7 separate regions of the Mus musculus genome follow, and all the other regions are linked to region 1. A link is a contact called in public Hi-C, HiChIP or PLAC-seq and promoter capture Hi-C data. All regions are on one chromosome and are shown on one strand. The core of a region is the stretch at or near the end of the contact, and the rest is flanking DNA. Distances in the headings are between cores, read along the strand shown. Region 1 holds the start of Ptges3 (prostaglandin E synthase 3). Region 2 holds the start of Arhgef25 (Rho guanine nucleotide exchange factor (GEF) 25). Region 3 holds the start of Dctn2 (dynactin 2). Region 4 holds the start of B4galnt1 (beta-1,4-N-acetyl-galactosaminyl transferase 1). Region 5 holds the start of Pip4k2c (phosphatidylinositol-5-phosphate 4-kinase, type II, gamma). Region 6 holds the start of A730063M14Rik (RIKEN cDNA A730063M14 gene). Region 7 holds the start of Os9 (amplified in osteosarcoma).

Evidence for each region. Promoter capture Hi-C pulls out the DNA fragments that hold promoters and counts their contacts. A called contact is a pair of places that touch in the nucleus more often than the background predicts. HiChIP or PLAC-seq counts read pairs in DNA pulled down with a chosen protein or histone mark. Capture Hi-C pulls out chosen DNA fragments and counts their contacts.
Region 2: a contact with region 1 is called in a promoter capture Hi-C map of liver, with 2.7 times the contacts expected there. The contact joins the promoter of Arhgef25 here to the promoter of Ptges3 in region 1. A contact is called at or near these places in 4 of 9 other capture datasets (adipose tissue, liver, macrophages and 1 more).
Region 3: a promoter capture Hi-C map of liver shows a contact between it and region 1, with 4 times the contacts expected there. The contact joins the promoter of Dctn2 here to the promoter of Ptges3 in region 1. A contact is called at or near these places in 5 of 39 promoter capture datasets (hippocampal neurons, liver, neutrophils and 1 more) and 3 of 115 datasets of contacts at active chromatin or transcription factors (embryonic forebrain, embryonic stem cells and pancreatic cancer cells).
Region 4: a promoter capture Hi-C map of hematopoietic stem and progenitor cells shows a contact between it and region 1, with 3 times the contacts expected there. The contact joins the promoter of B4galnt1 here to the promoter of Ptges3 in region 1. A contact is called at or near these places in 4 of 39 promoter capture datasets (the C10 cell line, hematopoietic stem and progenitor cells, liver and 1 more).
Region 5: a contact with region 1 is called in a promoter capture Hi-C map of hematopoietic stem and progenitor cells, with 5 times the contacts expected there. The contact joins the promoter of Pip4k2c here to the promoter of Ptges3 in region 1. A contact is called at or near these places in 3 of 39 promoter capture datasets (hematopoietic stem and progenitor cells, liver and pre-B cells).
Region 6: an H3K4me3 HiChIP or PLAC-seq map of neural tube shows a contact between it and region 1, with 4 times the contacts expected there. The contact joins the promoter of A730063M14Rik here to the promoter of Ptges3 in region 1. A contact is called at or near these places in 3 of 39 promoter capture datasets (the SN4741 cell line, hippocampal neurons and liver), 1 of 484 Hi-C or Micro-C datasets (B cells), 4 of 115 datasets of contacts at active chromatin or transcription factors (astrocytes, differentiating embryonic stem cells, neural tube and 1 more) and 1 of 9 other capture datasets (liver).
Region 7: a contact with region 1 is called in a Hi-C map of centroblasts, with 11 times the contacts expected there. The contact joins the promoter of Os9 here to the promoter of Ptges3 in region 1. A contact is called at or near these places in 4 of 39 promoter capture datasets (hippocampal neurons, liver and pre-B cells), 1 of 484 Hi-C or Micro-C datasets (centroblasts) and 3 of 115 datasets of contacts at active chromatin or transcription factors (bone marrow-derived macrophages and fetal liver).

What each region holds. Positions count from the first base shown.
Region 1 is chr10:128,056,178-128,060,253 of GRCm38.p6, reverse strand. Ptges3 (prostaglandin E synthase 3) reads right to left here and starts at 1,272. Exons shown (of 8, transcript NM_019766.4): 1 at 968-1,272. The coding sequence starts at 969.
Region 2 is chr10:127,186,630-127,190,490 of GRCm38.p6, reverse strand. It overlaps Arhgef25 (Rho guanine nucleotide exchange factor (GEF) 25), which reads left to right and starts at 1,719. Exons shown (of 15, transcript NM_001358557.1): 1 at 1,719-2,240; 2 at 3,169-3,383; 3 at 3,517-3,612. The coding sequence starts at 2,144. It overlaps Dtx3 (deltex 3, E3 ubiquitin ligase), which reads left to right. Exons shown (of 6, transcript NM_030714.2): 6 at 1-113.
Region 3 is chr10:127,264,087-127,267,715 of GRCm38.p6, reverse strand. It overlaps Dctn2 (dynactin 2), which reads right to left and starts at 1,454. Exons shown (of 14, transcript NM_027151.2): 1 at 1,182-1,454; 2 at 234-302. The coding sequence starts at 1,217. It overlaps Gm40800 (a long non-coding RNA gene), which reads right to left and starts at 3,412. Exons shown (of 2, transcript XR_872171.2): 1 at 3,015-3,412; 2 at 1,972-2,349. It also overlaps a transcript of Kif5a not described here.
Region 4 is chr10:127,163,826-127,167,701 of GRCm38.p6, reverse strand. It overlaps B4galnt1 (beta-1,4-N-acetyl-galactosaminyl transferase 1), which reads right to left and starts at 2,546. Exons shown (of 11, transcript NM_008080.5): 1 at 2,183-2,546; 2 at 1,480-1,698; 3 at 820-984; 4 at 597-703; 5 at 160-200; 6 at 1. The coding sequence starts at 1,697.
Region 5 is chr10:127,209,199-127,213,101 of GRCm38.p6, reverse strand. Pip4k2c (phosphatidylinositol-5-phosphate 4-kinase, type II, gamma) reads left to right here and starts at 1,480. Exons shown (of 10, transcript NM_054097.3): 1 at 1,480-1,764. The coding sequence starts at 1,591.
Region 6 is chr10:127,068,109-127,071,849 of GRCm38.p6, reverse strand. It overlaps A730063M14Rik (RIKEN cDNA A730063M14 gene), which reads right to left and starts at 1,369. Exons shown (of 2, transcript NR_040660.1): 1 at 1,226-1,369; 2 at 749-933. Tspan31 (tetraspanin 31) reads left to right here and starts at 1,589. Exons shown (of 6, transcript NM_025982.4): 1 at 1,589-1,735; 2 at 2,337-2,504; 3 at 2,862-2,942; 4 at 3,239-3,370; 5 at 3,468-3,581; 6 at 3,660-3,741. The coding sequence starts at 1,673. The coding sequence ends at 3,734.
Region 7 is chr10:127,118,829-127,122,451 of GRCm38.p6, reverse strand. Os9 (amplified in osteosarcoma) reads left to right here and starts at 1,292. Exons shown (of 15, transcript NM_001171026.1): 1 at 1,292-1,495; 2 at 1,907-2,083; 3 at 2,785-2,848; 4 at 2,973-3,049; 5 at 3,255-3,353. The coding sequence starts at 1,334.

The DNA.
Region 1 (4,076 bases), core at 23-2,522:
AAACTTAAACTTGTACAATCGTTAAACTTTTTTTTTCAACTACAATCCGTAACTTTTAGTGCTGTGCATAGCAGCCACCCACACCACCCTCAAGTACTGTAATTCAATTCTCTCATATTTGAAAGTTGTCCAGGCTAGAAAAATAAGGGCAAAAATTCTTAGATTAAAAGAATCTGTAACCTCCATATAAACAAATTAAGACCTTCAGGCAAGTGAGATGGTCATTTTATACCTGTTTCACCTCCGCATACAAAGAGCATGACGAAATGCCACCCAAAGTTTATTGAGGTACAGAGAAGAAAAGAGTCCACAAGTATCTTGTGACTAGACACGTGCAGAACTACCTGCTCCATAGTAACTATTACTCGCTGCCAAGGAGGTGACCGCATTTGCTAGCGTTCACCATTTTCAAGAGACCCGAGATGTGGGAACGGGAAGTTTCGTTGTGGTGACGGCATGGCCCCCTCTAGTTGCCTAGCAGTGCCTGCCGCCGAGGGCCGCGTGGTGCCCTACCGGTAGCACCGGCTTACGGCGGCACCCACAAATGCTCTCAGCCCGGTCCTGCCGGGTCCGGGCATCAGCACCGAGCGGCAGGACTCCACGGCTCCCGGCGCCCTCATGGCGGAAAGCTCACACACGAGTTTAGGGCCTAAGGCTAAGTTCCCAGAGTTCCGAGAGAGCCAGGCTGTCTAGGGAAGAAAAGTGGGATTTCTGGCACGAGGAATCCGGGGGTCGATCTGGAGGTGGGGAAACGGACATCTGGAGGAAAAATGTCCTCCAACGGTAACAGGAACAAGGATGCAGGCCCTCCCACCCCACGGCAGGGCTGCCACCAGCGCGGGCGGGGAGAAAGGCGAAGGGCCGAGGGTGGGGGGAGGGCGAGGGGCCGTTTCCCGGCAGCCGGGGCTCCCGGCGCGGCCTCGCTCCGCTCCGGGACGACCTTCCGTCGGCGGGATGTCGCACTCACATGGTGAACGGGGCAGAGGGCCAGACAAACGGGTGGGCGGGCCTCGCTGGCGGCGGCTGGCGAGTCGACTCCTCTCCGGCGGCGACTCCGGCGGTCTCTGCCCGGTCGCGGCCTCTCCTCGCTCCTCTTAGGCGACGGCGGCGGCGGGCTCGGCCTCGATGCCCAGAATGCACCGCGCGGAGAGCGGCTCCCTCAACCCGGGAGAGAAGGAAAGTGTAGGAAAAGGGGCGCGAGGACGGAGAAGGAGCGTGCGTGCGCGCGAGGGGTGGCGAGGCCGGGCGGCGGCTGGTGACGCAGCAAAATGCCCGGGCCGGCCGCCGCGCGTGCGCAATCGCCGTTTCCAGGCTCTGCGCGGTTTTCTAGAGATCTCTACGGAAGGGGCGGGGCCTCCCGGCTCCTTCGCGATCCTTCCCGCGCCCGCCCCTCCCCTCGACCCTCCGGCTGCCCCGTTCGCGCCTGTCTTCCCGGGCTCCGGTCTCGCGTTAGCAAGCCGTTGGCCGCCAACCGCCTGAGCACGCTCGCGGGCGATCTCCCCGAGAGACGTAGGGGCCGCCCTGGAAGGCGGTGGGACGCTGCGGCGTATACAGCAGACCCCAAGGCGATGTGTGGGGATTGTTTTGTCTTAGACAGGGGTGCCTGCCGCAAACCCAGGTTGGCCTCGAGTTCAGTCGCCCGAGTCCGGGATTGCAGTCCTGTGCCAAAGCCACCACGCCCGGCAACGCCGGTTGCATCCGTGGAAAAACGGCTTCGTCCTTAAAGCCTGGACCACTCGCTGTTTTTCTGATTGTCCGGATCCCGCCTGGGCTCCTTTAGCGGAGGAGCTGCTTTTGCCTCTTTGCCTTTAGGGGCGCGCCTCTCCCCCCTGCTTGGAGACATTGGCGCCCTGGGGGAGGCGAGGAGGGAAGTTTCTAGATTAATTCGCTGTCTCCTTGCGTGAGTTCAGATGAGGTGGTTAAGGATCTATTTGAAAATCCTTTGACTGGTTTTGTATACAATGCCCTGGGTTAAATGGGGTTAGTAGCCAAGAACAATCTCTGCTTATCAAAAACTGACGGATTAGGGCAGAGGTAGACCAATGAGCCACTATTAGGACATCAGGTTTTTAGAGTAATCCTGCTTCAGTCTCTTATGTGCTGGTATTACAGGCTTTTTTCTTTTGATATTGATGTCAGTGCAGACTAATTGGTGATGTTGGCTGTATAGTCCAGATCCAATTGCCTGATGTTAAGAACTTTACCACCTGTCAGGGAAATGAAAATTAGTCTGGTGTAGTGTCACAGGCTTGTAATCTCAGCTGAAGGAGCTGGGACAACTTGGTAGTGTGGGCAACTTCCCTGTTTCAAATTTCCATTTTTTCCCGAGGTGATGTAAGTATTCTGTCAACAATTATGTATGTGTACCGTGTGTGTGCCTGATTCCCACACAGAGGTCAAAAATAGGGCCTGAGATCCTTTGAAACTAGATCATGTGAACCATGTAGGTTCTGGGAATAGAACCTATGTCTTTAAGAGCACCCAGTGTTCTGACTGCTGAACCATTAACTCCAGTTCCCTCAAAATTCGAAAAGAGCTAGGGTTCATGGCCCATGTCTGTAATCCCAACAGTGGGTTGGCAGGTAGAAGCAGGTTGATCTCTGAGTTTGTCCAGCCTTGTATATATAAAGACACATGCCTCAAAAAATCAGACTTGCCGGGCGGTGGTGGTGCACACCTTAAATCCCAACACTCCGGAGGCAGAGGCAGGCAGATTCTGAGTTCGAGACCAGCCTGGTCTACCAAGTGAGTTCCAGGGCAGCCAGGGCTACACAGAGAAACCCTGTCTCAAAAATCAAAAAACAAAACAAACCCCCCCCCCAAATCAGACAAAAACAAAACAGACAACCCCACCCCCCAAAAAGAAACATTTTCAATTTCAATAAAGGTTAGGATGTAGCTCAGTGGTAGAGTACTTGCTTAGCATGGGTAAGCCCTGGGCTTAGACCATGACACCAGCAACTACTAACACATCCCCAAAAGAAAAAAGACCCACTGTTATAATGGAAAATTGAAAAGTGTTAGAAGCACAAAAAAAGAGGGACATGTTAACTGGAAGAAACAGAACAGGCCTTGTTAAGAAACTTTTATCAGGGATGAAGAAATAGCTCAGAATTTAGAGCACTGGCTGCTCTTCTATAAGACCTGGGTTCAGTTCCATTAGTCCCAGGATATCTGACCTCTGGCCTCCAATGGCACCAGGCATGTGCATTGGGCATAGATACTACACACAGGCAAAACACCCCCACACAAAACTTAAACAAGGCCAGGTATGACATATGCCCTTAACCCTAGCACAGTTAAAATCAGGCCATCCAGGGCTATGCAGTGATTGATACTGTCTCAAAAAAAAAAAAAAAAAATGATGATGTAGAAGTTGACAGCACTTACTGCTCTTCCAGGAAACTCAGGCTCAATTGTCAGCTTCCACATGGTGACTCACTGTAACGTGGTGCAAAGGCACATACATACATACATACATACATACATAATACATTCATAATACATACATACGCAAAACACCAGTACAAGTAAAATAATGAAAATAGGATGGAAGGCCTTCAGTTCATAAGAAAATAGTTCAACCTACCTTTTTGCTTTGTTGTAATGCTAGGGACTGAGCCCAGTGCCTCCTGTGTCCTTTACCCATCCCCATTTTGACCTGCTTGTCTTAGGGTTATTCTCTAGGACCCAAGGCAACCCTTGGAAGAAGGGTTTTGAAAATGTTGGCAACAGTGAAAGGAAATGAGTGCAGAATAAAATGTGTGATGAGAGCCCGGCGTGGTGGCGCACGCCTTTAATCCCAGCACTCGGGAGGCAGAGGCAGGCGGATTTCTGAGTTCGAGGCCAGCCTGGTCTACAAAGTGAGCTCCAGGACAGCCAGGGCTATACAGAGAAACCCTGTCTCGAAAAAAACCAAAAAAAAAAAAAAAAAATGTGTGATGAGAGGAGGAGTTTGCTTCTGGGAGGAGTTTGCCCATGCCCACAGCATGGTACACTTTGCAGTGCCAGTGCCTTCACGACACAAGATATCAACAACACTTTGGAATTACTTTGAGACTGTTGCATGTAATAAG
Region 2 (3,861 bases), core at 470-2,969, 870 kb after region 1:
CTCTTCTCTGCCCCTATAAGGAGCCTCCTCACCGCCCCCCCCCCCCAAATCTGGAATTGCTGCCAGACTGTAGCTTTTAATTTAATAAAAATAAAGTGAAATATGCAACTCTATGCCACACCCGTCTTCTGTTCCTCGGACAGGGTGGGGGTGGGGTGTGGACCCGCTGAGGAGATGGGGTAATGGGGATTCCTTGCATGCCTGAATGGACCCTTTCTCTTCCTAGGAGTCACTCTCCTCTGGCAGAGCTAACGCTGGGCGTTGCAATAACCCTGCAAAGCCCTAGGCCACACTTGGATTGATGGAATCAGGATTAAGAGGGGTTTGTTTGTGGTTCAGCTACGTTTGTGGAGAAGGGAACAACCCTACCCCTTTTGAGAAGTTTGGCTGCGGTGGGAGCCGGGGCGGAGCCGGGCAGGGGGGCGGATTCGGCAGTAGCAACTCCCCGGACGCACGCAGGCCTCAGAGCCCCCCAGCTTCCGTGGCCCCTCGGCCCTGAAACTTGAAGCAGGGTAGGGGTCCAGCATGAAGCCCCCGGACCGCCCCACCCCTGGCCGCACTGACCGGATACTGGGGGTCATGGGTGGCATGCTGCGCGCATGCGCCGTACCCGGGCAGGAGGGGGTAAGGAGGAGGGACCGCGGGTGGGGTCGGGGGGGTCTTTAGAGGACTTTAGGAGAATTGCACTCCACGACTCAGTTTCCCCGCAAACAAAAGTTATATGGAGCAGTCGCAAGGATCCATAAATTCAGTTACGAGGGCCATATGCCAAGTTCTGGTTGACGCTTTCAGAGTAATGTGTATTTTGACAGGAGGGAGAGAAGAAGGGGGAGGTCGTGGCAGCCTAGGAAAGGGTCCTTACAGTGACTCTGTCTCGGCAGCCCCCGGAGAGAGATCCCTTAGGGCCTGGGAGTACCAAGACAGAGAGTGATTGTATCGAGGAGGATCAGACAGGGCAGCGCGAACCTGAGGTCCTCGCCTGGGCTCCGCAGCCCGGTAAGAAGCTGGGCTTGGGTGGGGCACAATTTGCCATCCTGCGCAAAGTGGTGACTTCAGATAGATTCTGTTCATATTAGCATAAAGGCTTGCGCCTAATTTGCATGGGACCATTAAATCGCAGACACCACGCTTCTCTTCTAGCCCGATGTGTGTCCTCACTTCGGCGGGTCCCGAGCCCCCGAAGGCGGAGTGGAGTGTCCCCGCGCCCCACCCCTGGCCCTGGGCCAGCCCAGGCGCCCGGACTTCGCCTTAATTGGTGATTAGTTTTAGCTGGAGTTCTGGGGCCTGGAGGAAAGATGGGTCGGGGGAGAGGGCGGCACCTGGGCTGTGTTCCCTACAAAGTGTTCCCCAGGCACACAAGCCCTACTCGGGGCATGGGGGTGAGGGGTGGCGGGGGAGACAGCCAGAACCTCAGAACCATTCACACACAACAAGGCCCCATCCTGCGAATTCTTCATCTTAGAGTCCAAGGGGCGAGCAAGGCAGACCCACCTCCAGCCTTCACGCCCACCCAACCCAGAGCCCCGCAGTTGCAGCTGGGATGCTAGAGGGAGCCCAGGCCTGGGAGGAGGGGCGGAGGTCTGGGGACCCGGACTGCAAGCGTGGAGGTGCCTGGGGGAGGGGGCTGGGGAAGCGCGGAGGGGCGGAGCCTGGCCGCAGAGGCCCCGCCCCACGGCAGCACCGTGGCCCGGCCTGTTATTCCGCTCGCCGCTCGGCCCGGACCCGCGCGGCTCCAGTGGCTCTGGGAATCGGCCCCCGCACCTCCCTGCCCGGGCCTAGAGCCACCCCTAAGCCGAGGCCGGAGACGGAGCTGGAGCGGCTGTCGCATCCCGGCCGGGCCTCCCCCATCACCCCTTCCTCTGGCTGGACATCTGGACCCTGGGCCCCGCACCGCCGGGGTTCCGGAAACCCTCCCCGCCCAACTCCGCGGCCCAGCCCCGCACGGCCCTCCCTCCAGACTCCCCTGCCTCGACTTCCGTCTACTCCTGGACCCCCGCCTCCCATCCTTTTTCTCCCCCCCTCTCCAAGCCTGGACCCCGGAGGGAGGGAGGGGGGTGTGCGCCCTGCGCCCGCCCCGCCCCGCCCCCCGTGATTCCCCCTGCATGGCCGGCCCGGGTGGGGGGTGCGGGGGGCCCCGGGCGCCATGCGGGGGGGTCACAAAGGGGGTCGCTGTGCCTGTCCCCGTGTGATTCGAAAAGTGCTGGCAAAATGCGGCTGCTGCTTCTCCCGGGGGGGACGTGGTGAGTGCGAGGTCTGAGGGGGCCAGCATTGAGCTTGAGCTGGGGTTAGGGCATCTGCTTACTCTAGCCCTAGGGCTTTAGGGCTGGAGCATGTACGGGTGTTTTCCAGAAAAAAAATGATTTAACAGAGAATATCTAAGGTCCTTTTCCACTTCTAGATTCCTGCTGATTCAAGTTGAGGAAGTTGAGGAAGGGTCAGAGGACCCATTTCTTTCCTTTAGTCAGCTAGCCAGGAGGGAAAATTCTCTGGTGATCGCCTGATGCCCAGAACCTTGTGTCTCAGATCACACTGGCTGAATATCTTCCGAAAAGGGAGCAGAGGAATGGTGGGCTGGGGGTGGGGCGAGGGGTATCTACCTACCTGTAAAGGGTTTTATAAGAACTCACATTGCAGCTCTTCCCAATTGCTGGCCAAAGATAGCCCCGCTGAGCTGTCCTCACTGCCCCCTGGGTTGGGTATGTGCATGCGCTGGAGAGGGGGGCTGTCCAAAACAATATATATAGTAATTACTGGAGTGGGAGGAGAGGGGCTGGAGGTGGCAGACAGCCTCGTTCTTTTGTTCTCACCCCTCTCCGGGAGAATGGTCTGTACCTATTGCAAGGGGGAGTGTTGTAGGGAAGCAGATGGCTACCCCCAGTTTCCAGTGTCTGCCCAGATGGCTGCCCCCACCCGCATATCTGTGCTATGCTCAGGATATGGGGAACCTTCACATGGAACTGGAGGAGCACGGGCCTGGGAGCTTACTGTCCCTCCTCCCCAGAGTGCCTTTGCAAAGATTTCTATCCTGGCCAACCCAAAGGAGGGTGGCAAATGAGGGGACCCTGGGAGACGGGCTGAACATCATGGAGAGGACAACATGGGGGTTCCCCTAGGACTCCCGAGGTGGGGGGCAGAGTCCATCCACTCATGTCGTTTTCCTCCCATCAGAATCCTATTCTATTGCCGTCAGTGAGGGGAGCATGTCAGCGTCTGCTGTCTCGGGGCTGGCTGCCCTGTCTGGCCCCAGCTCTGGCCTCAGCTCTGATCCGTGTTCTCCGATTCCCCCTGGACCAGTAACTGGCCTGAGGAGATGGTTGGATCATTCCAAACATTGTCTCAGTGTGGAAACTGAGGCAGAGAGTGGTCAGACCGGACAATGTGAGGTGAGCAGGGAGTCCCACAGAAGAAGGACCCTGGGAAAGAGTGCAGGTTGGGGTCACTGGCCCTTGGGGAACCCATCTACTGTTGACCACCTCAGTCACTGGCTCTGTCTGCCCTTGATCTCTCTCTGTCCAGAACTGGACGCTGGAGCCAACTTTAACCACAGGACAAGAGCTGCCCGAACTGACCTTACTGACTACATTGCTGGAGGGTCCTGGAGACAAGGCACAGGTGAAGAAATAGAACTGGGCGTGTGACAGGCACCTGTTTAGGCCAGCCTCAGCTACAGATCAAGTCCCATGCTCTCTTGTGCTGTATGAAATCACGTTTCAAAATCAATCAGTGAGGGACCAGAGGCATGGCTCAGTGGCTAAGGATACTGCCCACTCTTCCAGAGGGCCCAACCTCAGTTCTTAGCATCCATGTCACATGATTCACAACTACCAGTATCTCCAGCTCTAAACCACCAGCACCCTCTTC
Region 3 (3,629 bases), core at 205-2,704, 790 kb after region 1:
TTTACAGGTCTTGTTAGTTGTAATCTCACTGGCTCGACTCTCCTTTCTGGCATTGTTCATTGGTGGCTGCCAGCTGCTGGGCAAGGCCTTTGAAAGCCCTGAGACCTCCACACCACCCAGGCTGGGGTTGGCATACCCACTTATTGTTGTGGCTTGCCAGAGAAGGAAAAGGACCTGCATCTGGGGAGAAAGGTCAGAGTCCAGAGGGATCCTGAGGTAGCACACAGTCTTACCGCATCAAACTCTGCTTGATCATCCTCAGGTAGGTCGCTGGTTTCATAAACGTCTGGCTCATTCCTGGCCTGCAGGGAGAAGCGGTGACCACCCAGACTCATTACCCAGCATTCATCCCTTATCCCATTTCCTTTGAACAAGGCATTGCAAAACCTGACTGTCATTCAAGGATTCCGCCCTCCACCTCCCCTGTCAACTCTATGTCCGTTTCATCCAGTGGGATGACCACAGGTACAAACTGGGATCTGGGATAAAACGTCCATAGTGAAAGAAAGATGCTACCCTGAACATGGCTGAGAGGCCAGTCCTTGGTAATTATCTTGTCCTAATCTGGTGAGGGTTTCTTGAGTTAGGCCCTGCACATCACTGTACAAGGGTTGAGAGTGACTCAGGACCTTAGTTCTCAAGGTCCGGTGTGCCAACCCCCCGCCCCCAACCCTGAGAATGCAGAGAGGACAGCATCAACGGAGGGTACATGCCGGCTTGTGCATGAGGAGCAAGCACACAGGTGCTCGCAATGCACAGAGCTCCCCACTGGCACAAGGTTTCTGCAACAGTAACCTCTTCCCTGGCAAGATGAAGGCCACCAAGTGGCCTGGTGAGTTCGGCTGGAGTCAGGGTGCGGGGGCGGGCAATCGGGAAATTTGGGGCGACAAGGGCACTGTTGACATGGACGGTACAGACATTCGGGCTCAAGTGGTAAGCGCCCGGAGGCGATTTCTGGGCGGAGAAACCGGCTACTGCCAGAAAAAGGGCCCGACGCGGTCCAACGGCCCGGCCCAGTCGGGTCTGGAGTCCAGAAGGTGCTGCGGCCGTCGAAGGGCGAGCGGCGGGGACCCTTGGGGCTAGGGGGCTGCCAGCGGGAGGGGTCGCGGGCTGGCTTCTGTTGGGGGTCCTCGGGAGGTCGGGGGCGCGGTCTGGGGAGCCGGGCCCGGCCCTGTACTCACAATGCCGGGGAGATCGGCGTATTTAGGGTCCGCCATGGCGGCGGCGAGGCGGGGCTGGGGGACCGAGGCCTCGGAGGAGCCGGGGCTGGTGACCGAGTGGGGGAGAGGCTGGGTCCGGGTCCCCAGCAAAGGCGACGATAAGGGGAGCGGCGGAGGAGCAGGAAGTCTCGCGACAGGAGCAGGCCGGCAGGAGGCGGGGGACAGCAAAAGTCGCGAGGACAGCCGGCTACCACACCCCTGGACAGGCTGGGATTGGTGAGAGCGACAGGGAATGAGGTAATGGCGAGGAGACGCCGCCTAGCATTGTGGGATATGTAGTCCCGGTCTTCTGGGGCTTGGGCTGGAAGCGACAATAACAACGTTAGGGAGCTATTGCATACAGTTATCTCCTTTCGTTCTTAATAGTCTATGAAAGGAGTTTCATAATTCCTGCTTTAGAAAACCTAGAGATTGGTTACATGAAACCACACAGCTCGCCACGTTGTAAACAATAGCAAGATTTAGTAAACATTTAAAGAATAGAAAAATGAGGCCGTCTTTTCAGGTTAGGGCTTCTGGACAAAATAGAGGGACCCTAGTTAAATTTTAATTTCAGGAGCTGGAAAGATGTCCCAGGGGTTAAGAGCACAGTCCTCTTGTAGAGGACCTGGGTTCTATCCCCAGCATCCAGATAGTGGCTCACAGCCATTTATAATTCCAGTACCAGGTGCCCTCTTCTGGCCTCTGAGGGCACCAGACACACACGTGGTACACTGACATACATGCAGACAAAACACCCATACACATAAAATAAATAAATAATAACAATTTTTTATTGAAGTTAATTTCAGGTCAACAACTAACAATTGTTAGTATAAGCATGCTTCTTATATTTCTGATATGCATATAATAATCTGAAACCCAAGTTCGTCTGAGGGTGCTATTTCTTCTTCTTTTTTTCTTCAAAAGTCTGGACATCTTAAATGAAAAAGCGCTGGCTCACAGTCTGACTGAACTCTCCATGACGGTCATCAATTTCATTAATAGTTCCCCAGAAATTAGGAGGAAGGAATTTGACACAGGTCTCAAACTGTAGTTCAGGGTGGCTTGGAACTCACTTTTCAGTGCTGGGGATTGAACTCAGGACCTTACATATAGTAGCTTTGTGTCCAGTCAGCAACCAATCTTTCTGGAGGAGAGATACAGTATGGTTAATCCTCTTACTTTGCCACATCAATGCATGACAATAGAAACCCCAATTATTTAATTTAATTTGTTTCTTTGTGTGTGTGGTGTGTGTGCGCGCACACAGGAACGTGGAGATCAGAGGACAGCTGTTATGCATCTGCTTTCTCTCCCCACCATGGGGGTCCTGCAGATCAAACTCAGTCGTGTGGCAAGCCCCTTCACCTGCTGAGCCATCTCACTGACCCATTTTTAAAACAGAAGGAAAGGCTGGGTGTGGTGGCACATGCCTGGTCTAGTGAGTCCCAGAATCTCTATGTAGCTCCAGCTGTCTCAAAACAAGAACAGAAGAGGAGAAGGAGGAAGGGGGTTGGGGCTGGGATGGGAGGTGAGAGACAAATAGAAAACCTACTACGTGCTACTAGAGAAATAAAAAGGTACACTCAGGACAAAAGGAAGTCCTCAAGCCAGACACAGTGCTGTCCACATATATTCCTAGCACTTGGTAGCCTGGGTAGGAATACAGGAACAGGCTAGCCTGTGTAAGGACCCCCCACCCCCCACCCCCCCGGCCAGGTCCCATCTCAAAAATTAAAATAACCGAAAATAGAGGATGAACTGTTGCAGCTGTATAAAAACCTTGTTGGGGGCATGTGTGGGCACACATACCCACTGAATTCTTGCCTCGATGGACTGTCATTTTGAAGTCACTAAGGATGCCACCTTCTTGTCTCTAGAGGCTGGACGTTGGTATATTTCCTGAGCTTGCAAGATGCTGCAACCTTCAGAAACAGTGCCAAACGACCGAGGGTAGCGTTCCTGAATTAGGAACTCGCCATTCTCATTCCTGGCTTCTGCCCAAGCCTCGGCCTCTGTCACCATGATCTCCAGGTCATGTATTGGGCTTCTTTCTGTTGGTTCCCTTAAGAGTCAAGGAGTGTGACTAGTGAAGGCCCAGCTCAGCTGGTATCTGGCCGGTTAGGGCTTGTTTGTCTAGGCCACTGCCCTCTCATCCTTCCCCCTTAGTAACTAACTGACCCTAGACACTGGCCAGTTTCTGAGCCAAGGCCTCCACCCCCTCCCTTCTGATTTCTCCCATCACCCCATCTTCCCCTTGGCTGGAACCTCAAGCCCTGCATCGGAGCTCTCTGTTGACAAGCAGAGGCTGTGACATTGAGCGAAATCAATTTGACCAGCTCGTGGTGTTCCTGTTTTGGGCTGCGGAGGAGACAGGACAAGAACTCTCTGGGCTTGGCTCTTTGTCCCCTTTCCTTTCCTTTCCTT
Region 4 (3,876 bases), core at 1,297-3,796, 890 kb after region 1:
CCTGGAAGAGGGTGAGAGACAGCAGCCTTAGGTCCCTGACCCGCCTCTTGCCTTTTCAACCCTGCATGCCTGGGTGTGGGTGTGGGTGTGGAGTGGGGCTCTGTAACCCATCAAGAATTCTTCATTCTCCAAGCCCACCTCTTTACCGGTTTCTCTCACCTGGTATATCTCCTGGACAGAAGCTTCCTGCAGACTTAGCCCTGGGAGGTAGAATGAGGAAGCCAGAATTTCACAGACAGTCTTGAATTCTTCCTCATTTTCTCTCCCCCTGCCACCACGTGCCATACAGAACTTTATGTCTGACTCTCCCGTGGAGGCCTCAGCAGGACTGTGCACAACCCACAGAACTCAAGTGACTGCTTCTTAACTCCTTCCCATCAAAAAAAAAAAAAAGGCATTTCTTCCGTGGCTTGTCCTGACTAGCTAGCTATCAAAGAAGGGATATTTACTCATAAGCCTCCCAGGTATTCCTGCAATACCTGACGACCTTAGAGTCCCTCTGCCTCCATATCTCTTTGTCAGAGATCTCCACCTGCTAGCCTGTAGCTCCGCCACCCTCACGACCTGACTTAACCCCTGAGACCTTCCTTCTTTACCTGGCACCAGGATGCTCCTGAGGGGCTGAACCTCCACACCCTGCAGGGGGTACTGTAAGGGGGAGTTGGCGGGAGCTATCAGCAGCTGGTCAGCCAGGGACCGGCTCCTGTAGTGTAGAGGTGATAAAGGAGTCAGTAGGAGAGGAGCTCTTTCTTCCAACGGGGTCACTACGACACCACTGGCCTCCCTGGGAAGAGCTGGATCCTCCTCTCTCACTGGTACCTTGCAAGGAAGGCCTGGTATTCCTGCTCCCTGGCGACAGAAACAGCCCTCAGCTCCTCAGCGTCAAAGGCTTTAGTGAGGTCAACCGCCCGAACCTGTCTCAGAAAGGGCAAGGGAAGGCTTCCTCCCTTGGATTCACAACTGCAGTTGTTCTGAGCCAGCAGCCTAAAGGGAGGAGAAGCGGCTTCAGAGTCCAGGTAGGTACCTAAGCTCCATTTATCTCACAAAACGCACAGCGCTGCACACTTTGATCCCTCAACTCTGCCCACAGGTGAGAGACAGCTTATCCCTTAAATCTGTGCGTTACAGAGGTGCGAACTAGGGCCAATTACTAGGATGTCTACGTAGCCGCCATCCAGGAACCCTTCTGGAATCTCAAGTCTAAATCAAGACAGCAGGCAGTCTCCGGGTGCTCTTTTGCCTGTACATCCTCCCACACTCCAGTGGCGGCGACAAGGTTGAGGAGGATAGATTTGCCGCGCCCCTGTCTCCCCCCCAGTTCAAGCTTCGGTAGCCCTCTCCACCTCCCTGATAACTGCACCCAACCAGTCAGCAGTAAGCAGCGTCCGAGTCTAGCACTGGAGGAAACAAAAGCTCCCCGGCCACCCCCTCCAGCATGTTCTGCGCTGTCGCCGCCGCCACGCCGCGGTCCGCACTCACCCCACCACTTGCTCCTTGATCCTGACCGGGATGTGTGCGTAGCGAGGCTCAGGGGCAAGGTCTAGCAGATCGAGTCTCGGGGGACCTTGTGGGGGCGACCACAATGCCAGAGGGTTCGGGAGACTTGGCGCGTTTCGGGTGCTGGAGTACAGGAGACCCAGCGAGGCGCAGGCGAGCAGCAAGACTAGCGCATAGAGGGCCCGGCGGTCTAGCCGCATCCTGATATGGGGGAGGGTGAGAGGTGACCAGGCTCTCAGAGAACGTGAGGGCCGGGACTCTGGACCCCGCCGCCTCCGAGGCTCGCGCAGGTACCCAAGGCCAGCCATCTCCGCTCCGCACGGCGCGCACCCCTTCCCTCATGCTCACGCCAAAGGTCTCCCGGCCTCCTTTCTTCCGCCTCTCTCTCGCCTCTGGGCTTCCGCATACACCCAAGGCTTGCCGTGGTGACATGCAGTATCTTGGGTGCGCAGCCCTCGGGGACCCCACCCCCACCCCACGGGCAGCAGCCGGGCCAGGGTGCTGCGGAGGGGCGGCTGTACTGCACCTGGCGGGTCAGGGAAGGCACGGTGTCGCGCCCGCGCTCGCGGGTGCCCGGCCTCGGTGACCCTCGGGTGGCCTCGTTGAGCCACGGGCACGATGCGCGAGGCCAGGAGGACGCCGCTCCTGCCCACACCTCGGCCGCCGGGCGTGCCAGCGCACTGACCTGTCTAACGTTCTAAGGCCGCGGCAGGATCGCGGTCCGGGCAGTGCCCGGTTCTCCGCCCCGGCCGGGGGGTCCTCATGAGGCCGGCGACGGCCTGATGCGGGAGCTGGGCGGGAGGGAGCCCGACAGTGTCGGGGATCCGACTCCTCCCGCCTGCGGACTCCGGGGCTTTGTAGACCGCAGCGCGGGGGTGGTTCTGAACGTTTCCTGCCGGGGTGAACTGGATCGTAAATCCGCCGCGCCCCAGCCCCAGCGACAAAGCGGGGAAGCCCTGGCACCGCGTCGCGCTCCCAGGCAGCCGAGGGCTCAGGCCTCCGCCCGGCTCTCACACCGCAGCGCAGCGCCGCTCCCGGGCTGGCTGCGGCACAGGCTCGGGCTCTGAGCGGGGATGGCGAGCTCCGCGGCGCCGTCTGGCGGACGCGGAGAAGATTGCTTAGGCGATGAGCCCTCCCGGGAAGGTCCCCCCTTTTCACATCCCTTCGTCCCCAAACCGCGGTGTCTAAGATGCCAGTTCCCGGTCCCCGCCATTTCCCCACTCGTTCACAGTGTAGCCCCAGGAAGGGCGATTGGGTTCAGTATGCGGTCTAACCTCATTTCAAGGAACACTTGGATGGGGAAGATGAAATAAATAAAACCAGCCAGCCCTGGAGGTGAACACTGCCTCACGAGCAACAAAGACAGCGGCCTCTCTCTGACCTCTTGGCTCCGAATTCCAGCCATCAACCGAGGCAAGCCGTTACTCAATGGCCGGCCTACTTCCCCTAACTGCTTCTTGGTACAGACTTGAAGAGGAACCGCAGAAAGTGGCCAGATGGACAGTGAAGTAGGCCATAGGTGGCTTGATTCCCGACACTGACCAGAAACAAAGTCCTGTGGTTCTCAGAAGGATCAAAATTGAATAGAAAAATAGGTAAAACATAATGAAAAATGTGTCTGGGGGTTGGGGCTGTAGATAAGCAATATTGAATGAACTGTGTGTGTGTGTTGGGGAGAAGAGGGAAAACCCACCCTTAAACCAGAAGTTTCAGATCAAATGCTAAAAGTAGAATTACAAAACCTTTAAAATAAATCAAGGGCTTTTTTTCCTTTACAGTCGGAAGAGATCCCCTAAGCAAGAGGCGAAGGGAAATATTAGTAAACCTGTCTATATAAAACACTTACTGGAGAGATGGCTCAGCAGTTAAGAGCACTGGCTGGTCTTCCAAAGGACCTGGGTTCAATTCCCAGCACCCACATGGCAGCTTACAACAATAATTCCAGTTCCCGGGCGTCTGGATACCCCTTCACAGACCCACATGTAGATAGAATATTATTGTAAATAGGAATAAATTTATTTACAAAACACTTGATAGACATCGGGTGTAGAATGCAAAGTTAGGTTTTTATTACTGTGCCCAAGAACTCCGTGAATCAAAATGATCTTTGTAACCGGTCAACTCCCTGCCCGAGGACAGATACGCCACGATTCTCTGGAAGCTGTTACCCGTATCAGATAGCAAGCCACATGCGTTCACTTTTCTAGGGGATCACAGGGAGTTGAGAGGTAGGTAGGAGGAAGTATGTCAGGATGTATGCTTGCTTCCATCTGACCAAGGCATAGCCTGTGAGTTAGCCCTTTATAATCACCTGGCCATTGTAGCTGGTGGCCATTTTCTAGGAACCCTGGAGTGGACTGGCCAGAGTCCATCATCCTG
Region 5 (3,903 bases), core at 231-2,730, 850 kb after region 1:
GTCTTCTGTCTTCCTTTTGGTCTTCATCTTTGTATACTGCTCTTTCCCTAGGAAGCCTTTCAACATCTTGCTCTGAATTTACCTTTTCATTTATTTATTTTGGTTTTCCCAGACAAGGTTTCTTTGTGTAACCCCGGCTGTCCTGGAACTTGCTCTGTAGACCAGATTGGTCTGGAACTTAGAGATCTGCTTCCCTCTGCCTCCTAGAGTGCTGGACTAAAGGCATGCACCACCACTGCCCGGCATGTCCTTATCTCTTAATACTGCAGCCTTCTCCTTGGCTAGTCTGCGTCTTTAGACTTTTAATTCCTCTAGGGTAGAATTTTTCCTTTGCTTCAACCAGAGGAGAATCAGCCCCAAAATGGTAGTGGCTTCCAATTATGTTCTCAGTAAATACCTGTTGACTAGATGAATTAATGAACGAATTAAAAAAAAAAATCAACTTGGGGCCATGACCTAAAATTTCATATTTCCAGAAGATGAAGACATGACTTAGCCGGGCAGTGGTGGCACATGCCTTTAATCCCAGCACTTGACAGGCAAAGGCAGGCAGATTTCTGAGTTCGAGGCCAGCCTGGTCTACAAAGTGAGTTCCAGGACAGCCAGGGCTATACAGAGAAACCCTGTCTCAAAACAAAACAAACAAACAAACAAACAAACACCCAAAAAACAAAGAGAGAGAGAGAGAGAGAGAGAGAGAGAGAGAGAAGAAGAAGAAGAAGAAGAAGGAGGAGGAGGAGGAGGAGGAGGAGGAGGAGGAGGAGGAGGAGGAGGAGGAGGAAGGGAGGGAGGGAGGGCTCAGTGGTTAAGAGCGCCGACTGCTCTTCCAAAGGTCCTGAGTTCAAATCCCAGCAACCGCATGGTGGCTCACAACCATCTGTAACGAAATCTGATGCCCTCTTCTGGAGTGTCTGAAGACAGCTACAGTGTACTTACATATAGTAAATAAATAAATAAATCTTTAAAAAAAAAAAAAAAAGAGCATTAGCTCTTCCAGAGGACCATACTTGACACCCAGCTCCCACAACTTCAGTTCGGAGGATCCGACGCCCTCCTCTGGCCTCCGGGGCACTGAACTTACATCGTGCCAGCCAAACACCTATATACATAGAACAATTAAATGTATATATTTAAATTTGTCATGTCTGCAACCCCAACTTCATGGAGTCTGCAACCCCAACTTCATGGAGGACCAATCCTCACTTCCGTAATACCCAAACTTTATACCGAGAATGAGGCAGGGGATAGCAAGTTTGAAGCCAGCCTGGACTAAGCAAGGAGACCGGTCTCAAACAGAACGTTCGCCTACGGACAGAGCTCATCCACTAGAAACTGGACAGAACCGGAAGCGACAGAAGCGCCGCCCTGCACAGCGCCAACCCCGCATCCTTGTGAGTGCAACCCGAGCCAGGTGACCGCCCGGCAGCCGAGGGGGTGGAGCCATCCCCGCCGGCCCCGCCCCGCCCCGCTCGCGCGCCTGAGGGCGGGCCTCCGGTCACATGACGGCTGCGCAGGTGAGCACCGCTTCCGGGTCGGGCTTCGGAGTCGCGGCTAGCTCCCGCTTCCACTCGCTCGGGTGCGCGGGAGACTATGGCGTCCTCCTCCGTCCCTCCCGCCACCGCACCCGCGGCAGCTGGAGGCCCCGGCCCGGGATTCGGCTTCGCCTCCAAAACCAAGAAGAAGCATTTCGTACAGCAGAAAGTGAAGGTGTTCCGGGCCGCGGACCCGCTGGTGGGCGTGTTCCTGTGGGGCGTCGCTCACTCGGTAAGAACCGGCGGGACCCCGGCTCCTGCCCCTTGGCCCGAGGATCATCCGGGTCCTCGCGCTGCCGCCTCTCCCCCGCCCGGCCTGGTTCCCAGCGCACCATTCCCCGGTGTCCCCCGGGGTGGCTTCTGGTGGAGACTCTTGTCTGTCCCCTTCCCCTTTACTCCTCCCCTAGAGTTCCATCTTCACCTGATATCCAGCTCTGTTCCTTGACTCCTTCCTGTCAGGTCCAGCCCCAGGCTACAGGGACTGGCCAGGATCCGGCTGCAGCCAGAGGGACATTAAGGGGAGTGGCTCTGAAGGGTTATTGGTGAGGTCTGGGTGCGACAGTGCGTGAAGCGTGTCTGGGTACTACTGCCTGGCCAGAGAAGTAGTTTGATTTCCTCTCCACCTTGCTTTTGAGCCCCAGCCCTTGACTTTCGAACCTTGGCTTTTTCTGGGAATGCCTCTAGGCTTTTTGGACCTTCTAACCCTGCATGCCCTTTCCAGAGATTCAGCGTTTCAGAGAAGTTACCCCACTCTACCCTAGGGATGCCCTCTCTGAGGTCGAAATGCTAATATATGTCTTTGGGCTTAGCTGTGTCCCCATTGTTGGCTGGAGTGATGGTGTTTGCTATAAATGGAGTCACCTGTAACCAGGGAAAGGTTGAGGAGCCGTGGTGGCAAGGACGTTATTGGTGGACTTTAGGTGCCAGAAGGGGCTCGGAACAGTGCAACTGAGACCGATGGGCCCAGTGCACCTCCTGTCCTGAGGATATCGTGGAGGAACCAAGGCTAGTGAGGCATGGCTGGTTTTCTCCTTACTTAGGTCGGGAGTAGGAAGCATGCAGTTATCTTGAGCTTGACAGGGACTATTTTGATTACCACTTCTTTGGGTTGTAGACATGATGTGTTGTGGAGGTGTGAGGGGGCGAGGAAGAGGCCACATTGTTATGTTCTGATTGGAACATCGCTGGCGGTCAGTTAGCTCCCTTCTGCCTTGGCTGCTCTCAGGGGTATTATCTTTAGCGAGGATTCCATTTAAGGCATTTGCTGTGGGTAAGACTAGTGGAGATAAGGCTGCCCTAGTACCTTCCAGGTGACTTACCCATCCCCGTGGAACATGTACATACAGGGGAGGGTTTTCCCGTAAGACCTACCTCACGCTCTTTAGGCAAAATACCATCAACACCTCGCTTTCCAGCCAGCACACATGAACCTCAAGATTTAGAACAGAGAAACTCCTTGAACATATGTCTTAGCGATGATTCAGCGTGCTTAGCAGGTGGTAAGGAGCAGGCAGGAAAAGCTGAATTTTAGGCTGGGACTCTCAAGTAGCTTTTTCTTTTTCTTTTCTTTCTGAAGGAATATGTTCTGTCCTCTTTCCTACCGAGGACAAGAGCAGTTGCGTGCACTGTGGCATGTGGGATTTAGGTTAGACTGCAACCTTTGTCAAGTGAGAAAATGAGGACAGGCATTGTCTATTCACTTAATAAGCGGTTCAGGACCACTGTGTGCCAGGCACTAGACTAGCTGAACCTGCAAGGTGCCGATTAGACGGGGCCTTGCCCTTGCAGAGCCCAAAGCTAGGGAGAGGGACTTAATATAAGCTGGGGATTAAAGTTTTGTGCAGATGTACTGTTAGAGGCGCGAGCGGGGGACAGGGGTTGTAGTAACACAGATGAGAAAGGACGGATAAGAGTCTCCCCTGAGTGAGTGGGCTGCAAGGTTTGGAGACGCAGGGAGCTTATGCCTCCTGCATCCCACCTGCATCCTTCCTGCTGTCGACTGAACTGCACCCGGGGAGCAGACGCCTAACGTGTTCATCTTCTCAGAGATCAGCCCTTCTCCCTCCACCTTCGCCTAGGCAGGTGGCACCTACTGCTGAGAACTGGGTCAGAGTGATCTGGAAGTGTCCTTTCTGTATGGCGCTACCCAGAGTGTAGGGGCATTGCATTCTGCATTGTTGTCAGCCCCTCAGAGTCCCACTAACTCTCTACACCTTAAAAATACATTTTCTTTCCCCTAACAAAGCATGTAGCTGTCTTGGGGTTCTGTCCTTTCCTTTTCTTCCTTCCTTCCTTTCTTCCTTTCTTTCTTTCTTTTTTTTTTTTTTTCTAGAATTTCTCACAGCTTTAAAAATAGTCCTGAGTTGCTTGC
Region 6 (3,741 bases), core at 120-2,619, 990 kb after region 1:
CTGGTGTGTCTGAAGACAGCTACAGTGTACTTAATTATAATAATAAATAAATCTTTAAAAATGGACTAAACAGTAATAACTGAGCGTTGCTAGCTACTGGGTACTGATTCAAGCATCTTATATATCCTAACTCATTTAGTCCACATGACCATCTTGAATTTGTTAAAGAAGTATTGCTAGGTGTGTTGCATGGCCGTCTTTCCCTCTTTGACAGATGAAGAAGATATAGGGGATTTAAGTACCTGGCCGGTGCAGATGGTGAGCCAGAAAGTTCAAACCCATGCAGTTTGACTGCAGCACGGATAGACTGTTGGCAGTCACAGGGTGTGAGCACACGTGGGCTCGAATCACTGTGTGGAGCTGATGGGAGCATTCTCTGGCTTCATTCCTACCACAGCTGCTTCTTTGCCCAGGAGGAAGAGAAAGGTAGTGTCGTTTGTCACTCCACTAAAAGGGCACTGTATCCAAACGCTTATGCAATAACGTTATCGACCAGCCACCCACTGGAGTGAAAGTATTGAGCCTCCGGGCTGGAGAGATGATGGCTCAGTGATTAGGAGCACTGGCTGTTCTTCCAGAGGACCTGGGTTCAATTCCCAGCAACCACATGGCAGCTTACAACTGTTTGCAACTACATTTCCTGGGGTACACTACATTTCCTGGGATACGACATCCTCACACAGACATACATGCAGGCAAACCCGCCAATGCACATAAAATAAAAATAAAAATTTAAAAAGAGACAGTATGGAGGCTCTTATTTATTCATATTCCAGACTCGCCCCCACTTTGCGTCATGTGCCAAGCCTGATCCAGCACGTTTGTGTTCTAAAGATGTAGAGCACACCAGCGTCTGTGCCTGTGGTTTTGTCACGAACAGGAATGCGCCGGCCTCAAGTCACTGTTTCCACCTGAATTTCTGGCGTGTCCACACTGCAGGGAAAGGGATGCAGAACGGAACGTGAGTACTAGCAAACACAGTTAACAAATGCGTGAGGATTTGCCCGCTAATGCTACGCCCGACTTGGATCCTCTCTAGCTGGGCTTCATAGTGCATTTGGCTCCTCGTGCTGTTCCAGAGTATGACTGTTCCAGAGTATAACAGTGAAACGATGGCACCAACGTGAGATCATCGGGAAACACGGGAAATCGGCGGAAAAGGGTTACCTTTAGAGGTGCAGAGCCCCTTCCTCTCACCTCTACGAAACCCCTTTTTTCTGTTCACCTGAGTCTCCTGAGTATCTCCTCGGGTTCCTAGTCTCGAAATTCCGTACTCAGGAATCCAAGATTTTTTTTTTTTTTTTTTAGTTAGCTTCTGGTCTCTAAGACACTGTCTAGAAACCCTGGCCTCGGTTTCTTTCTTTCTTTCGCCTTCCTCTTCTTCTTCTTCTTTTTTTTTTTTTTTTAAGTTTCCTCCAATGAAGAAACTAAGGGCAAGACTGGGAGGCAGGCTGGTGACGTAATGCAGATTGATTGGCATTGAAGTCCTGGATGTCTTGGATTAGCCACGAGTTTCACCAATCCAGAAGCAGGGGTGGGACGGTGCAGGCGCAGAGAATTGGTTTGGGTGGCTTGGATTTAAAGCGATAGACGCGGTTGGGAGTCCTACAAGACGGTCCTCGATACCCTCCCCACAAGTCTTGGGACCATTTGGGTCCCCAGATCTGGGGAGATGGTTTGCGGCGGATTTGCCTGTTCCAGGAATGCGCTGTGCGCTCTCAACGTGGTTTATATGGTGAGGTTTTGGAAATGGATAAATCTCCGGGGCGGAAAGAATGGGGGAGTTTCTAGGGGACTTCCGGCGTGGAGAGGGGTGTACTGGGGGTTCTGGGAAGCTTCCCAGAAACTTCCGGCGAAGAGGGAATTCCTGGGTACTTCCGTGGAAGAGGATAGATAGACTTCCGGTGATGAGGGGGCTTGTTTGGTGGTGGGCAGGGGTGGATTGGAGACTGAGGGCCTATAGTTCCAGTCTTCACTTTCTGCTCCAGTTTCTTCCCAAACTAGAGTTACTAGACAACGCCAAGGCTTCCATTTGTGTGTTAGGTACCTACTTACCCTGCCCTACTCTCTCTCAGTCATTCCCAGTTGCTTGGGAAGTGCGCTTAGAGATGAACAGTACTGACTGCACACCTCAAGCGCTTAGCTTGTCAAGTCCACGTCCCCTTGTAATATAGCCTTGGGCTGTGCTGCATTGCTAGAAATCTTTGGCGATGACCGGGTCTCACTGTATAGCGAGCTAGCTAGCACAGACTAACCTGGAACTTCGCTGTGCTGCGGTTGCAGGTATGAGCCACCACATCAGGCTGAATAAAGTGTATTCTTTCTATTTCTTGCAGCTTGTGGGCTTTTTGCTCATTGGCGTGGCTGCCTGGGGCAAGGGCCTCGGTGTGGTGTCTAGCATTCACATCATTGGAGGAGTCATTGCTGTGGGAGTCTTCCTTCTCCTCATCGCGGTGGCAGGACTGGTGGGCGCCGCGAACCACCATCAAGTGCTGCTCTTCTTTGTATCCTGGCCTTAGTGATTGGGGCCTGAGCGGGCTTTTCCTGGGAAGGGGACCAGGGGACCTCAAACACGTCTCTTTGTTCTTACTCTGTAACCCACACAAGTTGACGGTTTTCCCCCAACTTGATAAAAAGTGCAGTTTGTGAACAGAGAAGGGCCTTGAACTCTGCCCCCTTGCCTGCCACATCGCAGTTAGAATTACAGTGGTGAGATTTTAAAGACAGAAACTGGGCCTATGCTATGTAGTCCTAGCTTGGAGCTCACACTAGGCTGGCTACCACACAGCTTTGTCTGTCTGTCTCCCTGAATGAGGTATTTTAAATGGAAAACAGGTCTTTTTGCCCTAACTTCTTCTCAGTATATGATCATCCTAGGTTTGGTCTTCATCTTCCAGTTTGGAATCTCTTGCTCATGTCTGGCTATTAACAGAAACACACAGGTAAGGGTAAGCCCTTTCATGTACTTGCTTGCTTTCTCCACTTTTATCTGACCCCTTCATCTCATCCTTGCTCAGACCCACTGCTTCCACAGATGTGTGCTCCCTGACACATATGGTTAATTCCCCAAGATGCAGAGAGACCCTGAGACACCTCACATTACCAATGATCACGCTGCGGTCTCTGTGGGGTTTTCCTTGCTAAAGCAGGGAAATGGAGACTCCTGAACCGAAGGGTATGTGAGGAGACTAATGTCTAATAATGTTCTAACGAATGTTAATGCCTGTGTGCTCTCTAGGCAGATGTCATCAATGCTTCGTGGTCGGTCTTGAGCAACAGTACCCGGCATGAACTGGAGAGAAGTTTTGACTGCTGTGGCTTGTTCAACCTTACAACCCTGCGCCTACAAGATGATACTTCCTGTAGTGCGGTAAGATGAAGGATTAGTCATTCCTGGGACATTCACTACAGCTTTTTGGACAGGGCAGGTGAGCAACTTTGAATTCTCTATATATGTCTGTTACCAGGTGTGCAAAACTAAGAGCTCTACATGCCAGATGTGTGGGGAGAGGTTCCTTAAACATTCAGACAAAGCCCTCAAGATCCTAGGAGGTGTTGGGCTCTTCTTTAGTTTCACAGAGGTAATGACTCCTCATGTACACACTCAAGCCTTCAACCCCATGGTCCAGAAATAACCTTTCTCTCTTCCTCTCCCGTAGATCCTTGGTGTTTGGCTAGCAATGAGATTCCGGAATCAAAAGGACCCTCGAGCCAACCCCAGTGCCTTCCTATGAGACTTTT
Region 7 (3,623 bases), core at 43-2,542, 940 kb after region 1:
TTTTCCCCTGGCGTGGTGAGCTTCCCCGCAGAAATTTTCCAATGGTATATAATGTCTCTCGTTTGCCGTTGTCTAGGAATTGATATTCTCAGGGTTGCTAATTCAGTTACCGTCTGTTTCCAGCTTCATTTCCCTTTTGTTTTTACAGGTTTTCCCTTACAGTCTGGACAAACAGACACTTTACCCACATACCCAAGACCCAGCCCAACTTTAACCAGAAGGCCCTTATTTTTAGTTCTTCCTTCTCCTCTCCCCTGCCTTCCTCCTCCTTGTCTCCTCCTCCTCCTCCTCCTCCTCCTCCTCAAAGATTGCTATTCATAAGCTGGGCTGGCTCCTACTGTTCATCTTTTTGCCTCAGCTTATAATTATAGGCATCTACCTCCACTGTTGGCTCCATTATTATTTCTTCTTCTTTTGAGACAGAGTCTTATGTATTCCAGGCTTGAACCCAACTCTATGTAGCCAAGGATGACTGCTTGGATTCCAGGTGTGTACACCAACTGTGATGCAGCTTGAACCCTGCTAAGCCAGTGTCTGTGTGTATTTGAGAGTGTGACTCAAATATCGAAGGCTGGTCTCAAACTCACAATATGGAAGAGGATGACCTTGAATTATTGAGCCTCCTGCCTCTGTGTCATGAGTGTCGGGATTACAGGCATGCACTACCACACTCTCCTTCTTAAAATAATTTTATTGGAGGGCAAATTCAGGTTTTGACACAGATTATTTGGTTGTTGGTAATATATTATCATATATGTGTATATAAAAATATGTACATGTATATTTGTGTGTATATAAATGTAAATATGTACATAATTATATATGTACATACATAAATATCTGTGCGATATATGTATATTTTTATGAAGAAGCATGCTTCTGTATAGTATATTTTGAAAAGATATTAAGTAACTTCCAAAAATATCCCCCGCACTCACCATCCGCTTCAATATTCTGCCCGATGGAGATGCCATACATTGCAAGAAATATATGAAAAATAGTAAGAAGGTTTATTTCCGACAGCTGGGGATGAGACAACAGGCAAAAGAACACAGCCACATACCACACCTCAGGATTAAGGAGCGAGGAGGGGAGGGGCCCAATCTCGCCGATGATTGGTTGTTGCTCTTGGCCAATCAGAAACAGCTATTGATTTTTACTAACAATGCGACCCGCCTCCCTGGAGGCTTTGACGCCACGTTTACAAATGAGGATGCGTTACGTAAGAGAGAGCTCCCGGACAGCCAATGAAAGCTTGGGGCGCTAATGGGCGGGTGAGGCCGCTGCCAGGTTTGGGGCGGAAGGGACATCTCTAGCAGAGACGGAGCGGAAGATGGCGGCGGAGGTGCTGCTGTCCAGTCTGTTGGGATTGCTATTTCTAGGGCTCCTGTTACCTGCGCGTCTGACGGGCGGTGTCGGGAGCCTGAATTTGGAGGAGCTGAGTGAGATGCGTTATGGCATCCAGATCTTGCCGTTGCCTGTCATGGGAGGGCAGGTAAGGGGTGTGGGGCGAGGTGAGGGTCCTGTGCAAGAGGAAGGGGCGCACGGTGGAGGAGGAAGGGCAACTGCGCACCGGGCTCGGGAGAATGGGGGAATGGAGAAGGGATGGTGGTGTTCCTGCGGTCCTGCTGGGAATGGCAGGCAGACCCATCCTCGGAGACCAGGCACCGACAGGGGTAGGGCTCCCCACTGTAGACCTTAGTTCCCCAGGTCGTAGTGAAATCACTGGGACCCCGCCGGGTGGGGAAGCGAGAACGCCCTCTCCTCCGCTCAGCCGGGGCAGCTGGAGGACTTGTGGCTTATTCTCTCTTCCACTGGGCACGTCCCCAGGGTCTGAAGAGGGATCTCGTTGTTCTTGGTCCCAGCCTCTGCCTCCCTGCCCCTCTTCCCGACCCTTCTTTCCCAGAGCCAAGCTTCAGACGTGGTGGTTGTGTCTTCAAAGTACAAACAGCGCTATGAGTGCCGCCTACCAGCTGGAGCTATTCACTTCCAACGTGAAAGAGAGGAGGAGACGCCTGCTTACCAGGGGCCCGGGATCCCTGAATTGTTGAGCCCAATGAGAGATGCCCCTTGTTTGCTGAAGGTGAAAGGAACTGGGGTGGGCGGAGGGAAGGCTTGGGAACCGGAATGGAGGCCAGTGGGAGTTAAAGGGCCATTGGTGTACTAGATATGTTTGGGGGGGGGGGAGCGTGGGGGGTGGGGTGGGGGCGTGCAAAGCAAAGACTCTGCTGAATGTAGGGAAAGGTTAAGATAGAAGATCTCAAAATAGGTTAAACCAACATCAGAAGGACGGTGGTGGGACCAGAAGAGCTGGAGCCTACCTGTAAAGTCACCTCCTGCTCCTATTGCTCATTACCTCAGGATGCCATTGTATTCCACGAAGTTCAGTGAATACTTGAACCTGTGGGAGTCCTCATCCAAGTGCTTCAAGGATACCATGATTTCTTATCTTTATGGAGGGCAGGGAATGATTTATGCCTGTGATCCCAGGTGGGTCACAGAGCATCATAGCCCTGTCTGAGAAGAAAGAAGAAAGAAGAAGAAAGAAGAGAAGAAGAAAAGAAGAAGAAAGGGCATGGGTGGGGATCAGTTATACTTTAGATGTGCGTCTCCAGCCACGAAAAGAAAACAGCTGTCCCTTCTCACAGAGTCGAGAATGCGGGAGGGGAGAGAAAAAGGGAGGTGAGAACTAAATGACAGGTTATATATCTCGGAGCCAGGAGACTGTGGTTTCACAAGGAGATCATTTTCTTGCCTCCTGATTGTTCCTTTTTCCACTATCAGACCAAGGACTGGTGGACATATGAATTCTGTTATGGACGTCATATCCAGCAGTACCATATGGAAGGTGAATCGCTCCTACACTCCCCCTAAGCCTTCATGACCCTGTGTGGTTGGTAACCTTCCCTCCCAGTCCTCCCTTCTAGGCCTCATCATGAGAATAGTGGGCTTTACTGTGGTTTCCCTTACAGACTCGGAGATCAAAGGTGACGTCCTCTATCTTGGCCACTACCAGTCCTCCTTCAACTGGGACGACGAAACAGCCAAGGTGACTGGGGTGTGGGGTTGGATTGGGGACCGGCTGAGCGGCAGATAGAGGGCCCAGGCAACAGGGAGGGTCACATTGAGCTGGTGTGCCTCTTGGGGTTTGGTACCCATCAAGCCTCCTGGGCTCTGTTCTGTGATCCCCCGGTCCCTGCGGGAGTGTGTTCCCTTTCTCACGCCCTCTCCACCCCGCCTCATGTTTTCTCCAGGCTTCCAAGCAGCATCGGCTGAAACGCTACCACAGCCAGACCTACGGCAACGGGTCCAAATGTGATCTCAACGGGAAGCCCCGAGAAGCTGAAGTTCGGGTAAGTCTTCCAGGAAAGAAAAGGGTCCCTGAATAACAGTAGTCTGCCTGCTAAGGGAGGAGAATGCTTATGCCCTGGAGTCAGAGGATCTCTTAGGTGTCCAGCCCAGTCTCAGCTGCATCTTCAGAGGTAATTTAACTCTTCGTTTACCACAGGCTACCCTCAGTACTTCTAGCCACATTTAACCTTTCCAGCATCTCCTCTCCTTCCCCCGCTACCTAAGCTGTAAACGTTAGCGCCTGCCTTTGACTCTTCTTGCTCTGGGTGTAG